Regions from separate parts of the Anser cygnoides genome. Here region 2 is linked to region 1. Evidence: chromatin contacts called from public Hi-C data. All regions are on one chromosome and are shown on one strand. The core of a region is the stretch at or near the end of the contact, and the rest is flanking DNA. Distances in the headings are between cores, read along the strand shown.

The links. A called contact is a pair of places that touch in the nucleus more often than the background predicts.
Region 2: a Hi-C map of granulosa cells shows a contact between it and region 1, with 1.9 times the contacts expected there. The contact joins the promoter of ABCA1 here to the enhancer-like site in region 1. A contact is called at or near these places in 4 of 7 Hi-C or Micro-C datasets (granulosa cells and liver).

What each region holds. Positions count from the first base shown.
Region 1 is chrZ:33,165,761-33,173,610 of Taihu_goose_T2T_genome, reverse strand. It overlaps ABCA1 (ATP binding cassette subfamily A member 1), which reads left to right. Exons shown (of 50, transcript XM_048051479.2): 8 at 1,658-1,744; 9 at 6,323-6,563; 10 at 7,165-7,304. Among named protein-coding and RNA genes, the nearest start is that of NIPSNAP3A, 43 kb to the right of the region's middle. Within about 2 kb of position 2,765, at least 2 of the 3 cell types and tissues checked have open chromatin away from gene starts, as enhancers often do. A contact at or near this core is called in liver, where this site is marked.
Region 2 is chrZ:33,221,894-33,229,743 of Taihu_goose_T2T_genome, reverse strand. ABCA1 (ATP binding cassette subfamily A member 1) reads left to right here and starts at 2,975. Exons shown (of 50, transcript XM_048051479.2): 1 at 2,975-3,121.

The DNA.
Region 1 (7,850 bases), core at 1,516-4,015:
TTCCTTCAGAAGCCATTTGTATCTTAAAATCATACTTGTGGCCTTCTTCTGTACTTGCGTTCTTTCGTAGATGGAGGATCCAAAATTGCACATAGTACTTGAGAAACAAGAACGCACCATGGATGTGTACTGATGTTGACCTGTCTTATCATTGTAATTCTGTGATCTCTTCTCTGTGTGGTGTTAGGTAGTTCAGAACCATCCAGGGGTATCTTAAGGTAGAACTGTCTTCTCCCTGTGTACTTTACTTTGCAGCACTGAATTTCATCTGGCGCTTTATAACAGTGTGTCAGCATGAGGTCTTTCACTAATCCTTTGCAATTGGCTTTCAACTTTCACTATTCTGAACCAATTAGTATCATCAGAAAACTCTTCCTCATTCACCCTGTCCCTGAATCACTTCTGAATACACCGAACAACGCAAATCTGCGTAGAGCTTGATGAGGTATAATCGAGCTGACCGGGCTTGTCTTACAGTATGCACGAATCTAAGACTTCCTACTTCATCTCCTTGCTGAAGTGGTAGTGCAGCTATGTAGCTTTGATATTTGCTAACTGTATTCCTTTAAAATGGCTTGAAGGTCTTAGCCTGTGGGGAGTTTTAATTGCTTTTCTTCTAGCTCTGATGTGATTTGGTTTATCTGAACCTTAAGGTCAGTGTTCAGTAGAAATTCATAGACGCCAGAAAGCCTCCATGAATTTACAGCTGGCTTTGGAGCAGGCATGAACTGAGCACTCAGCAAAGTTAGCTAGGTGTAAATATCCCAGCAGCAGATCAGTGGAACGGTGCCCAGTTACACCAGCTGACACCGACGAACTCTTACTAGCCTTCAGCAAGTCAGCTAGAGCATGTGAAAGACTCCAGACTTTGCTTCCAGCAATTGCCTTGGGAAAGATGTAAAAATGAAAGGCTTCAGCCCAAAAGATTTGTACTAAAATCGAGGGTCTTGACTGTTCCTCTTTGTGTCACAATGCTGTAACATGTAGCTATGAATGTGAAATCTTAGGAAATGATTTTAATCCTCATTCCTCTGAAAGAAGGATTGTGTCCAAAGCATTAGGCTAAAGAGTCTTGATGCTTCTCTTGCAAGAAATGTTTCCCATGCAAGGTAGCGCTTTAACTATCCAGAAATAAAACAGAAGAAACAAAAGAAAAATCCAGGCCCCCCACCAGTTACACGGAGGGCAACTATAAACAAGGAGTTGTCTTCAGTGGGACTCCCAGGTCAAGCAATTGCTAGAGCAAATGGGATTTCCAGAAAGAAGCTGTGCCTTCCGCTTCTAGAAACCTGTAACTATTTATCTTGTGGTGCTGTTGCTTTATGGAACCTGGTTCTTTTAATATGCACCATTGGTTTAGTCTGAAAATGTAAAGGTCTGATGGGAGGACTCAGGTGATGAAGATCACCTGAAGGTGAGATGTACTGTGCAGCAGGATTTCTGAGCTGGAAGCTGTGGAGTCTCCATTGCATTATGGGGTGCTGAAGCCTGGGGTAGCTTGAGCTCAAGGTTGCACAGAGAGCCTATCTTCCCCATCAATCACTTCGCCTTGTAAACAGTCCTATCTACCCTTCTTTACAAGGATGTCTAAAATGGTTTAATTTCCACATTGGTTGGTGCCTGGTAGTGACTCCCTGTTTCTTTTTATCTCTTGCAGAGACACATTTCTTTTAATTCTTCCTTGTGGGATCTGTCAGAAACTGTGGAGGCTTTGAAAGAGAGCCTGGGAAAGCTCGTTAAAGAGGTAAGTATGTCCTTTGTGTCAGAAGAATACGTTGGTGTGGTGGTGGCTGCCCGAGCCTGTGGTCGAGTACAAGGAGCACAAGTTTCCTTGGTGCAACTCAAAGTCAAACCCCTTGCTGTTTTTGAAATTTCTCCACCATCCTACCACCATCATCCCTATGTCGACAGGCAGCACCTGCAATGCAGCCCCTTGGTGCACAAAACTTCAGATCATGGACACCATAGGAGTTCTTTAGGCATGTGGCTAAAGATTGGGTACCTCTGGGAGGTGCAAGAGTTAAATCTTCTGTGGGGTTTACTTTCTCAGCAGTGGCACAGTAGTTACCTTTGCAATATATCTGCTGACTAGCAGCAGCTCGCAAACTGCCTGTGGAGGTTTGCCTCCTTTTTAGCTTTTTCAATCAGTTGCCAGCCGTGCCAGGTGTGTTTCTGTGTTGTAGGTACTGGCCCTTATGTTTGTTGAGGGCATGGCATGTGGAAGAGGTGTGTGTTACAACTGAGGAACTATAGGGTACTGTTTGCTCTTCGTGTTTGGATAAACAGCTTTTTGGGGCAGCTATTGTTTTCTGACCTTTGTGGGGCACCCAATGCAGTGGCATCACAGTGGCAGCTGAGAAAGGCTCTGGCAAAACGTGGTGATTTGCAGAGGCAAAGTGACATTGTAGAGACCGTGAGCATTTGTTTTTGCAGGTGAGACAGTGGATTAAGAAAAAAGCCTTGCATGCCTAGCATGAGTCAGAAACCCAAACCCCATTTATTTTATTTTATTTTTTTAATTTTTGGAGCCAGAAACATCTTAGCCGCTTTCTGCCCGGCTCCGACTTTGAAGTGCTGCTACCAGGCAAAAACTCTCTCCCTCTAGCAGAAATCACAACCATCTAAACTAAACAATACCTCCTCCTCCTCCCCTCCTCGAGCCTTCCGTCCGTCCATCCGTCCATCCGTGCAGCCAGCAAGGAGGCAGCCGCAGAGCAGAGCGGTGAACGGCAGTAACCCCGGGGAGCGCGCGGAGGAGCGGGTCACTCGGGGTTAGCAGCGTGCGCTCCCCTCCCACCGAGCCCGGGGCGGCCACCCCGCCGGGAGCCAGCGCCGTGCCAGCCAGCAGCCCCTGGCACGCGTCCCTCGCGGAGCCCCAGAACCTGCCGCTGGCTCCCTTTTACAGGGAAATTAAGATGATTCCCGGATCAGCTGCAGTTAAGACGGTGGCAGAGCTCTCGCTGCTAGCAGGGAGGCTGCCCTTAAGAGTTTGGTTACAGCTGTTTCCCGTTACGTCACTTAAGCTTGCCTTTTTTTTTTCTTTTTTTTTTCTTCTTTTTTCTTTTTTTTTTCTTCTTTTTTTTTTCCTTCTTTTTTGTCTGGGATAAAAATAATTGAAACCATGTGACGTTCAGTTTGCTGATGTGGCTGAAAATGTCCCAGGGTAGCGTGCCTTTTGCTTGGCAGCTGTTTTGGGTAGGACTACCTTTTATGCTGCCTTATTACTGTGCAAACAAAGGCAGCATTTTCCTTTGCGTACAGCGTGAGCTGCTCCAGATGGCTTGACCGAAAGTTACTTCTTATTGTCTGGCAGGCTGATTTCTGTGTGAAAAGGAGGGACTTGTTCCCTTGTTTCACAGGGCAGCAGCTTGAGGGGGTGGAGAGAGCTATTGTTTGTGCCACGTCTAGAAGCCTTTCTAGCAAGGAATTTTAATTAGAGAATAGTCTGAACAAAATATTTGTCTCTTAGTGTGGGGATTGATTGGGTCTCTGTCCCTGTGCTCTTTAAATCAACCCAGGAGGGCAGATTAAACTCTGAGAGTGAGGGCAACTATTAAGAAACACGGAGCTGGGTCTGATGTCTGGGAGAAGTAGTTCAGTAACACTTCAGACATGTGAGATATTTGCTTCCAGTGGCGTGAACAGAGCAGCTCTGCACATCTATTGTAAAACTGCTGGTGCCAAAGATGAAACAAAGCTGCTTGCTTAAACTTGGTGTTTAAAATAACAAGTAAAAATACTTTTGTTAATGCAATCCCTCTGCAAGTTAGTTTGTGGCAATTAGCTACCCTTTCTGTTTCTGTACCTTTGCTTATCCTAAGGAGCTGATGGTACGTTAGCTAAAGGAGTTGACATTTACCAAAGAAAATTCAACAGTCTTACCTAAAGTACCAAAACCTCCCAAAGGCATCCCTTTGAATTGGAGACTCACACTGTCACACCTGAAGTGCAGCCTTGGCCTTTTGGGTTAGGAGACATGAAATCCAAAATCCACATGAGTATATTTAATCAACTACAGTTGTTGTCTTACATTCTTTTTTTCATTCACGTCCTACGATGTTAGCGTCCAGTCAGTCACCCTGAATCTGTGGAGCCTGATTGATTGGCACCAGGGTGCAGACAAAGGCACCAGTGAGTAGTGAGGAAATGAAAGTACTCTTGAAGCAAGTCTGGATACAAGTACCGAATCCCCAGGTTTTAGCTGTTCTCACAGCTGTCTTCCATCATATCAATGTGTCATGTGTTTTCAGGCAGCTAAAAATAGAGGCTCCTTGTGTATGTGACACAAAATAGCTCTTGTTTAGCATCAAGATTTTTTTTGTCCAGATGTTGGCACTTCTAGAGCATGCACAGAACTACAAATGAACACAAAGGGCCAGGTTTACCTACAGTGTAGGGCCAGAGACCCTGGGTGTGCCTGCCTTGGTTGAATTGGCATTGAGTTTTTATGGGACACCATTGCTTTCTGGGGTTGTTGTTGGCTGTCTTTGCCAACTGTCCTAGACTTTGAGTACCTGCCATTTTATTTAAACAAAGGTGACAGAACTAAGACACAGCAGAACTGGCAGCAAGGCTTCGACTGACTCTGAAAACAGAGTAATTGGGGCCACCTAATGTTATTTCTGAGATGCATCTGATGAGCAATTACAAATAGGTGTCTCAGCAGCTCTGCTTGCCCTTATTAGTGCATGTCGCTATTCTGGGCAGCAGAGCAAGAGCATCACAGTTCATGTCACCTGATATTCAGTAGCAGACAAGAAATCAGATCAAATGCTAGAAAAGATTTAGAAAAGGATGTGGGACCAACTGTGGAAGATGTTAGCATGACACTATGTAAATCTGTGGTTTGCCCTCCTGTTTGATAGGGAGTACAGATCTAGGCACTTTGTCTCCAAAAAGCAGTAGCAGAACTGGAAAAAGTTCAGGGAAGGGCAGCGGGGACATTTAGAAGTGGAGTGACTTTCGCATAAGGAACAAGAGAGCAGTCTGGGACCTGTCAGCCTGGTAAGGAGATGAGCTGGGGATATGACAGAGGTCTGTTGAATGGCCTAGAGAAAAAGAGATAGGGACTGAATGTTCACTGTGCAAAAAGTGTGGCACCAAGTGAAGCTAACAGTAGCCAAGTTTAGGAGAGGGAGAGGAGGTTCTTTCCAGTGATATGTTGTATGCTAAATATTTGCAGATGTTCAAATACCATGGAAGACATTCATTGTGAGTTAGCAAATAGACAGAAGTTCCCTGAGCTGAAAATAATTGGAATCTGGAAGGTTACTTGGGGGAAGTCTGTTCTTGGCCTTGCTTTTTTGTTTCCTAACATCCACTTACTTTCACCATCACAGAGGTTACTGAGCTAAACAGGCTTTTAGTGTGTACGGACACACCTCTGTTTTCTCGCGTCTCCAGCCAGAGAGCCTGAGAGTAGTGGTCCAGTGTAGCACGAAAGCAGTGCTCATGGATGTGCATCGTTTTTCTCCTTGTGGTGAGCCTGGCCATGTCTCTGAGTGTGGAGACGTTGATGCAGTGTCTTAGGCTGAGCACCTGCTGCTTTTGTTCGTGACAGATCCTGCAGGTAGCTGCCACAACAAGTGAATGTGTCTTGCTGCACAGAACCTCCCCTCCAGCTGTGAGCATTGCATCTCTGTGCCTGGTGTCAAGCAAGCAGGGAAGGAGAAGGCTTCTCACCGTGGCTGGCTTCATGTTCTGTGGAGTGAAGGCACACATTGTGGTCAGGCCTGAGGCTGCAGCTGGGCTTGTTTTCACGGGCTTTCAACAATGCTGTTGACAAAGGAGCAGGGAGGTGCTAGGGCAGGCACAGTGTTGCTGGTCTAGGAGGTCAAAATTTCTGCCTGGTGTAAATCTGAGGAGGCTTGCTGACCCTGATGGAGCTGTGCCGGGTGACACTGCCAGAGTGCTGGGGCCTGCAGCTCTGTAAGGCTGGGTCTGATTAGCTGCTCCCACTCCGTGTTGTTTCCTTATTCCCTCTTCTGAGTCGCTCCACCCCGGAGTGAGGGGACTGCTGGAATGTGAGCTATTGTGCAACCAGAGAAGTGGTTTCCATGTGAGAGGGCAGGAAAGGCAGGAACCACCACAACACTGAAGGAGAAAACTTAGAATAAGAGCACGATAAGTACGTGGTCTCTACGTTTTCCCACAGTGGTGTGGGGAAACACACTTCCCCTGGTCTCTCCTGTTAGTTGTGCATCCAGTGGGATTCTCATCTGTCTGAAAACAGATGTGTGGTTTGAAGGAGAATGGCAGGATCTTTTCCCTTCACTAATCCGGTTCCTACCCTTGTCTCCATTCTTCTCCCACTCCCCTCCAGTTGCTGAGCATGAAGAGCTGGAGCGACATGAGGCAAGAGGTGATGTTCTTGACCAATGTGAATGCATCAAACTCCTCTACACAGATCTACCAGGCTGTGTCACGTATTGTGTGTGGCCATCCCGAAGGTGGAGGGCTCAAAATCAAATCCCTCAACTGGTATGAGGACAACAATTACAAAGCACTGTTCGGAGGCAACAACACTGAAGATGATGTAACCAACTTCTATGATAACTCCACAAGTAAGTGTAACCCTGTCGTGGTCTAAGGTCCCATCCACTGCATGGCTGTAATGGCTGCTGTATTCCACGGATGAAAGTGGTCCTGAGGATCAGCATACCTACTACTGTTTCAGAAAAGCACACACATGCTGTCTGAACAGCCATCTGCTGCCTCCTGCATGTGCCTTTAGGGCCAGCGAGGGTGTCAAGATGCAAGGGATTCCCATGGGCCTCATGCAGAAGGTCCACTGAAGGCTATGTGGACATCCTTGAAGGGCATGGAGAGCACCGTCATGTGCAGTCCTTGGAAATCTGGCCTTTTCCGTGCAAATTTTGGCATGCAGTGGGTTGCATGGGCTGTGCAGATAAGTGTGACTGTTAATCATAGAATATCCCATTAATGCTGGAAGCTGTGCAGGTATTCCATGCTTGCTGGGCAGACGGTGAAGGCTCAGGCTGAAAAGGGCATTTTGTGGAGCTTTGCAGCAGAGGAGGGTTTTTGTTTTGTGACAGCTGCTCTGCTTTCAGCTGTGACCGTCCTTAAAGTGCATGCGAATGGGTCATGTGCCTTTGCAGTTGTCACACTGCTATTCAGCCACTCACCCTGTCCTCTCCTCCTCAGCACCCTACTGCAATGAGCTGATGAAGAACCTGGAATCCAGCCCGCTTTCCAGAATTATTTGGAGGGCTTTGAAACCCTTGCTGATTGGGAAGGTCTTGTACACTCCAGACACACCAGCCATAAGGAAGGTCATGACTGAGGTAACTCTAACCCTATCCTCTGATATGCAGTGTGAGGTATGTGCTCTGGCTGTACAGCTAAGCTTCTCTGTGTTAAATTGGGTCCAAATGCAAGCCTAGAAATGATTGTCCACAAAGCACAGCCTCCATAGTCGCTCACTTCCCATGCCAAAGGCTCAAAGAGAAAAGGCCAGTCTGAACTCCATTTCTACACCTTGCTGGAGACATTTGTGGTGGTGCTTTATGATTACCCACAGTATTTGCAGCTCTGATGTGGGATATGGGACTGGGAAAGACCTTGATATGCCTTCAGGTGTCTTTCCTCTCCCCCACTGCAGGCTGGTCAGCTGATCCTTAACCATTTCTGATAGCAGCTTACCTAATGTGCTCTCTAGTTCCCCTCAGTAGACTCTTCTAACACATGGGGAGAGGCTGCCTCTGCGTGCCCTTCATCTCCAAATTCCACCAAGCCTTAAGGGCAGTTCTCTGAGTAGGCCCCACTCAGCCACAGCCATCCTCACTCCCTCTTCTAATTTTCCTTCCATATGCACATGCCTTTCCTTACTC
Region 2 (7,850 bases), core at 1,726-4,225, 56 kb before region 1:
TCTTCCAGCCAGCTCTGAAATGGATGAAAACGACCCACTGCATATCCAAACCTCAACCAATGGGAACAGCACATGGCACCTCTGCTCATGTGTATCTGAGGAAGGGCAGGAGACTGGGAGCAGGAGACACTGGAGGAGTAAGTGGAGGGGACGTATGGAAGGCGGTTTGGTCGGGGACATGGCTGGAGACATAATATTGAAAGGAGACATTGTGCCAGAGCAGAGATTTCCCCGAGGGGACTGTGGCCCATGGAAGACCCACAGAGTAGCAGTGAGAGGTGAGGAGCAGTGGAGGATATTGAATAAGAAGCGAGGAACAGCAGCAAGAAACCACTACACTCTGCCTCCAACCTCCCTCATCACCCAGTGCCTCACAGAAGGAATTGGGAAGGACTGGGCATAACACCACTGAAAACAAAGGATGTTGAGACTAGGAAAGAGGTAGAAGAGGTGTTTAACTGGAAGAGAGGTTGGGGAAGGGACAGAAAGGTGTTTCCCCAAGGGCTTGACTGTCTATGTCTTTTTTTTTCCCTCTCAATATCCAAAAGGTGTTTCCCTAGGCGTTCAGTTGTTTATCTCTTTTTTTTCCCCTCAATATTCAGAATCAGTACCTGGAAGTTTGTGTTAATTGGCAATAAACAAAACTGAGCACAATTCCCTGACTGAAACTCTTTTGCCTGCAACTAACCTATCCCACCTTCCATGGGACACAAAAGCCAACATAATGCTTGCTGTGGGTGTGAGACTTGGGAGGTAAAAATTTCTCTGAGGAATCTATAGGAGCTGCACGTGCTCATCCACTCTGAAAACTCAAGCCAACCAAATATAAATACTGTCGGTCCAGGAGACTGAGTTTTTATTAAAATCTATTCCTGGTTTAGCTGTGGGCTTGGCGTGTGTACAGGCTAGCCATGGGCTCTATCAATGCTCCCTTTCCTTGTTCATCTTCTTGGACGGTTCACCACAGCTTGCCTCTCAGTAACCTGACTGTGCTGTCATGCAAACAAGAAATTGTAAATGTGGAAAATGCTGTCAAATGCTAGTGCACAAAGATATTTCTCACCATCCTACAGGTATTTAGCAAACTAAATCAAATACTCCATTTGCTTCTGATGAACAGCTGTGTATTAAGTGCTTTACTGGAAGATGATATCCAAATGCTTTAACAGTTGACACAGATGCTGATTTCCAAAATTAAAAAAGTCTAGTTTTCTGATGATGTTTTGAAAAACAAGCCTCTTTCCTCAGAGAAATCTGATTTAAGGAGACACCAGCAGCAGGGCAATTTCCAGCCCCTTTTCAGTACTCACATAGCACCATTTCTACTGATGGCAGGTCACTAATTATTTTAAAAACCCTGCCCAGTACATCCCACTCTATTCAGACTTTATTGCATGGGATGAGTCCTTACACCCTGCTGATAATAAATTAAATGTACTCTTTCTCACTGTATTTGAGCTAGCATGCTGAAGTTATTTATACAACAATTTAAAATTGTGATCTAGTAAATGTTTGGAAATGTGTAAAAATTGAAAGGTGTAGTATATAGTGAAGAACACATGGCTCTATTTTTTACATCAAGGACCTAATTTTTATTTCAGTTTTGTGACCAGATGAATGTACAGACTGAGTCCATGTGAGTCAGTGGAGATATGTAGCAGTGGCATGGGGGAGCCTGGGATCAGAAGCCGAGTCTGTTTTTATTTTGTTCATCCCTGAGCTGCTCTGTGGGATGGTGACTGACCAAAGGAGCTTGGGTCATTGCCGAAACAAATGTGTCTGCGTTTATTCAGTGCAGAAGGGTCTGCACCATTAATCTGAATATTTACTACTATATATGACACTCCAGTGGATAATATTATTTCAGATCACAGTCAGTCCGAGCTCTCTGGAGTTTTGCTTTCAGGTCCTTGTATTTCTGCGCGCCTCGAAAAAATACAATTGTTGTAGGCTGAGAATCGAAACACAACCGAAGAAACTAGAACGTACAGTTCCCTCAGTAACCATGTATCATCCAGGTTGCTCATAATAAGGCAAAGTTTTAACAGCACGCACAATAACATCAATGACTTCACTGCAGATGAGCAATGGCAGTGCATTATGTCCGTAGTGGGAACCATAATTTAGAGTTGCCTGTCTTTCGCACGTTACATGTTTTCATGCACATTGGAAATGCAGTGCTACACTTCCGTAGACTGAACTGCAGTGCTTCTGGGTGCTCCTGACAAAAATTTTGGAAAGGGTGATGCGCAGGTTGGTGTTTCTGGGAGAGGAGCCCACTGGGGAGGATGACGAGCACAGGCCATTCCTCAGGTGTCTCCAACATGCTGCCCTTTGTGCTTGTCCCAACCAGGTGAAGTTGGGCACTGTGAAGAAGGGGCTTTTTTAAGGTTTTGGGAGTGGTTCCCAGTCTCACCACGAACCATTTCGGCCAAATTTATCGTTGTCTCTGGGTAGGTAGCAGCGCACTAACTTTCACAGCTCCTCACCCACTTCCTCACCACGAAGCAACACGGTGTGGGGGGCGTCCCGGTGCTCTTGAAGCTGGCACCGCCGGCGACAACGCTCCTCGGCGGTCCCCGGGCCACCCTCCACCCTTGTCGCCTAGGGGTCCCACACCACCCGTGTCCCCCAGTTGGCCTCCCGACCCGGCCCACCACGCGCTGTGCGGGCCCGTGTGGTGCGGGCGGAGCCTCGAGGTTTGTTTTTGGCTGCAACGTGCACGCCCTCATGCAAATCGCCGCGTCCCCGCCTCCCCTTCACCCCCCTCCGGGGAGGGAAAAAGTGGGGAAAAATAAAATTAAAAAAAAAAAAAAAGAGAAGAGAAGCAAAATAAAAAAATGCAAGGAAAACAAACAAACAAAAAAAAAACTAATGAAAGGGGAATAAAAAAAAAAAAATTGAAAAGGGGAAGGGAGCAAGACGCCCCGGCGCTGCCCGGCCTTGGAAGGGGCGGTCGCCGCCGCCCTATAAGAGGCGCTGCGGGGCCACAGCCGCCCGGGAGCAGGGCCGGCGTCGGGGCTGGAGCGGAGCGAGGCGGAGCGGAGGGGCAAGGCGGCTCGGCTCGGCTCGGCTCCCGGCGGGACCGACGGCGGCTGCCCAGGGCCCCCCGGCCCGGGAGGTAGGCGAGGAGGGCGGCCAGGGGGATGCGCCGCGCCGTGCCGTGCCGAGCCGTGATGCGGGCTGCTGTCGGGGGAGGCGGCCCCGGCACAGAGCGAGGGGGGAAAAAGCGAATGTGTCCTTTTTTTTTTTTTTTTTTTTTTTTTTTCCTTTTTTTTTTGGTCTTTTTGTTTCTCGCTGCGCGCAGCGTGTCTAGAGTGAGGCGCGGAGGATGGCTTGCGGGACGGCAAGGGACTGGGAAGGGGATAGTGCTGCATGCTTTTTCCCTCCCTGTGTGTTTGTTTATTATTATTACTTTTTTTTTTTTTTTTGTAATCGCTTTATTATAGCTCGTCCTGAGCGAAGCGACTCTGGGTTGGCTGCTCTCTCGGAGGGGGGCTCGCCTCGCCGCCCCTTCCAGCCCCGGTGGGCTGCTAGAAGATAACGGGAAGGGTTTCCATCCCCTTCACACCTACGGGAAATCCATAAAACGCCGGGGGCGGGGAGGGCCTTGGGATGAGCGGGAGTGTAAAAATAAAAAAAAATCGATCCCGCAGCTTTTGTGATGGGCAGGAGGTTCGCTTGCAGGCAGCATATCCCGCTTCTGTGTGCCAGGCTGTTGTGAAGTCTGTGCTCTGCTATGTTACAGGCTGCCATCAGCCTCCTACAAAACACTGCTGCTTAGTTCGGGACGTGTGTGACTGCTCAGATGCATAAAGTCTATCAGAGGAAGGTACTCTGACTGTAAATTGAAAGTTTATAGTAAACAGTATTTTTGTCTGTTTTGAACATAAGCTATTTGTCCCGCCACCCCCAGCTGTTGTGCTTGGAGATTTTAAGGGCAATCAACTTACTTGGAGGGTCAAAGTTGATCTCCAATGTGTTGGAGTAGACCTTACTAAAGCCAGGGGGATATAAACACATGCTCACACTTTTAGCTGAATTGGTGCCCATCTTGAAGATTACTGGTGTAGATTAATGCATTACAAACCCGTTAGGAGGTGGCCTTTGGAAATAGGTTGATGCTGGTACAGCAGGGAACAGCCACGTCTTGGGGATGTTCCATTAACAACAGATGGTCCGGCTTGCTGCCTTGAGGCTTTCCTAACTGAGCAGTCTCGCTTGGTTTTGAAAGGGGTTAGGGTAATAAACACACGGTGTGAGTATGTTTTTGGTCTGCTCCTGGTTGGCACAGGTTTCCTTCCTCATGAGCAGGGATGGGCGGCAGCATGTGCCCAGGCTCTCCCATAGCATCATGCAGGGAGCTGCCTGGGGCTGCGGCGTTACTGATGTGTCAGCTGTAATTGCTGCTCCTGGGTCATCACCCTTCATCGCACCCATCTGAACCTTCACGTGTGTAAAAGTGGTTCCCCAGTCTGTACCTGGTGTGGTCTGGGCAGGAGTTATATATATCTGGTGTGGTCTGGGCAGCTACGGGCAGGAGTCTGATGCCTTCACTCGCAACATGTGCCGTGTTGATCGTGTTGTCATAGTGCAGTAGGGCTGCATGGTAAGAATTGGAAGTCGGCTCTTTCCAAACTGTGGATAAAAGGTTTGCAGCCTGGAAAACAGGAGCTGTGTGGTAGAGCTTAAATTGAACTTTTGAAGTTGAGAATATCTTACTTTAGGAGAGAGCAAGAGTATGCTCACCACGGTTGTTCTGCGGAGATGGGTGGGTATGTGCTGGCTCTGGGCTGCCAGAGATGGCAGTGGCTCTTGTCTGCTGTTACAGTGTAGTGGTCAAGCATTGCAGCCATCAGAGTAACTTTACCTTGAGAAATTACTGTTGAAGTTCAATTAGCCATATGATATTTGTGTGAAACAAACACCTTGGGTGCAGCTATGTGTGAGGTTTTGGTGCTTGCAGGAGTTACAGCAATCTTTGGATATAAATTCCAGATTTCCAAATTCAGCTGGGCTGTAGTGTAAGCAGGTATATTGAAAATCTCTTAATGTCCCTTTCACCCAGCGAGACTGAGGCATGTTTATAAATGGGTTTGCCACAGGCAGCTGCTAGCTAACCTGTTTTGTCATGCCAAATTTGTTTTCAAAAACCTGTGTGGCTTGGCTCTATTGACATGAGCGGAGACCTGGTCTAGCACCAAGTTCAGCACCTGCCATTGCAGTGCAGGTGAGAGTGGTGCCTGGTGAAGTGCTGAACTACAGAAGTTGAAAAGGCATGAGTATTAAAAATGCAAATTCTCAAAGATTAATCTAGTGTACTCAACTCAGGAAGTGAGTCCTCCCTTGCCTTCCTCTCTGCAAGTCTGTTTTCTCGCTAGTAGTTCACCTGGCAGAATTGTGCCCACAAAACCAGAACAGGAGGAGGATCGGTCCCAAACCCATCCCTCCATGGCAGAATGGGATCAGTGCTGCTAGTGTTTATCACGTGTGTTGCACCACGCAGGCACAACATTTCCTAGGGTGTGGTTTCTTTAGAACTTTAATCCAAAGTAATTGAAGGTTGCAGCTGCGCTAGTAATGGACCCAGTTCACTTCCCCCCAAGTGCCCGTTCTCTCGTCTCTCCCCATCTGTTTTGCCCTCTGGGCTGGTGTTGGGAGTTCACCAACCCAGAGTGAACAAAGTTGAAATTAACTTTTTTCTCCGAGCTTTCGGGTCTGGGGGTGCTTTCACCGAGGGATGGAAGGGATGAAAACTTTTTTTAGCTTTAGCATCCTGTCTTCAGGGTTTTAGTGTGGGTTTGTGCACGCTGGTGCCAGCACAGAGATAATGACAGGAGCAGGGCAGAAGGGGAACCAGACTACCCCTTTGTTTAAGTAACCTTGGAGCAAGCACCCTCGGTGTTTATATAGGTCTCTTAGGCTGGGCAACACACCAAATCCTGAAATAAGTCCGGAGGCCATGGCTGACCAAACACCAGCATGTTTCTATTAGGCTGCTTATTCCTGATGACTCCTGCTGTGACTGGCCAGAGTCAGGATTTGCTGTTTAATAAAACACACACACACACATATATATATGCCATATTTTCCTAGTTCATCTGAGGCAGCTAGGGGCTGACATGGTAGAAGTTTTTATGTCTGCTGTGAAGATTTGAATCCTTAATTCTTGAAAGCTTACTGTGTAGTTATCCAGCACAGTTACGATTACTGATATTAAGAATAAAGATCATAAATAATATGGTAGAATTCTTACTTGTAGAAGATGATTGCTATTATTAAAAAAAATAAAATATTTCCTGTTATGTAGGAGATACTCCTCTATTTCTACTGGCTGTAGGAAAGTCATACAGAGCAACTCATAAGAATTACTATGATTTGAACTACTGAGCAGAGTACCCTCTTATCTATTTTTAGATCTGTTTTTCTAATAAAACAAACAAATGAACAAAAAACAGCAAAGCAAGACCTGTCTTTTTTAGCACTTGTCATAGGGCAGAAAACATGTGAGCTTGCCTCAAGGACTGAGGGAGAGACAGAGTAGGATGGAAAACTGTTGATGCAGCTTTCCTGACACAACAAGCTAACACTGTAGGAAAAATAGGAGCATTCAGATCTTAAGATTTATTGGGTTATTAGTGAAAAGGCTTGATCACGGATTATAAGAAGAATATACATCGGTCTGAAAGGCGTAAATATCCATATACAAGCTGACCTTTTTCCTCTTCTGTTATTTTCTGGAGGAGTGTTGCTTAGCAGAGCTCCATCTAATCCAATAAGAGATCCGTTTGTGTTGTGTTAACTTTGTTAGGGAACAATTGGCGTTAGGCAAAAGGAGGAGAGCAGAAGAGCCTTTCCAAGACTGCTCTGGCTTGGGCTAGATAGCAAGGTCGTTCTTTGGGAAAGAGCAAACAAAGTCAGAGCCTCTGACCACATGGTTCAGAGATCGTTTTGGAGGTCTGGCTTCCTTTCTAGCAGGCAGGGCTGCATGGAAGGTAAAGAAGTGGCCAAGAACAGCTACCAGCCTGCTTGCTTGGCTCCCTTAAACATTCTGCAGTTTGACTAGCCCATGTCCCAGTGAAAGGCTGTCACTGGGAGCTGGGACGCAAGCTATGCAATTAATGTTCATTAGCATTCTTGGCTGTAAGTAAAAGCCAAAATTAAGCCATGTGTAAGGTCTCAGGGCAACAGTGGTGGCGGACTAGGTGACAACAGCAGGCCCAGGATAACCTGGTTTCCAGCAACAGTGCCTGTCTTGTGATGACATGTTCCGTTTCCCCTTAACTGATTTTATTGTCACTATAAATATGAGATCACAAAACCTTATATTCTGCAAGGTAAAAGCAAAAGTGTATTTTTGCTCAGCTGCAGCACTGTAATGCATCTGTTTTTAAAGACTGTTGGCTGTGTTGCTTGTGTCAGCAACCAAATTGTAAAGCCCATGTTTTCAGACATAGCTTGTGCTTTTGCAAGTGAGTTCTTGTGCCTTCAAAAGAAACGAGCAGAAATTATCAAACGCGTGTTTTGTCTGAGATGTATTCATGGGGGATAAGTTTATATTCTTAGGATGTGTTGATGTCTTTTTCTCCTCTTACCCATGTTGTGATTATGCTCCCATAACAGGAATTTTGTTGTGGCTGCTGGTTTAAGCAGAGTTAGGACCAAATTTGAATGTATTAAAAAGTGAAACAAAACAAAACCAAAAACCTCCCCTCACTCAAACAATGAAATGGCAGCAACCTTTTGTATGTGCAGAAGCATATACATTTCTTTCTAGTAGCAGCAGTGGAGCCCAAGTTCAAAATCTAGTCCTTTCTTAAAGCATTTTCTGTTTATGAAACTAAATTAAT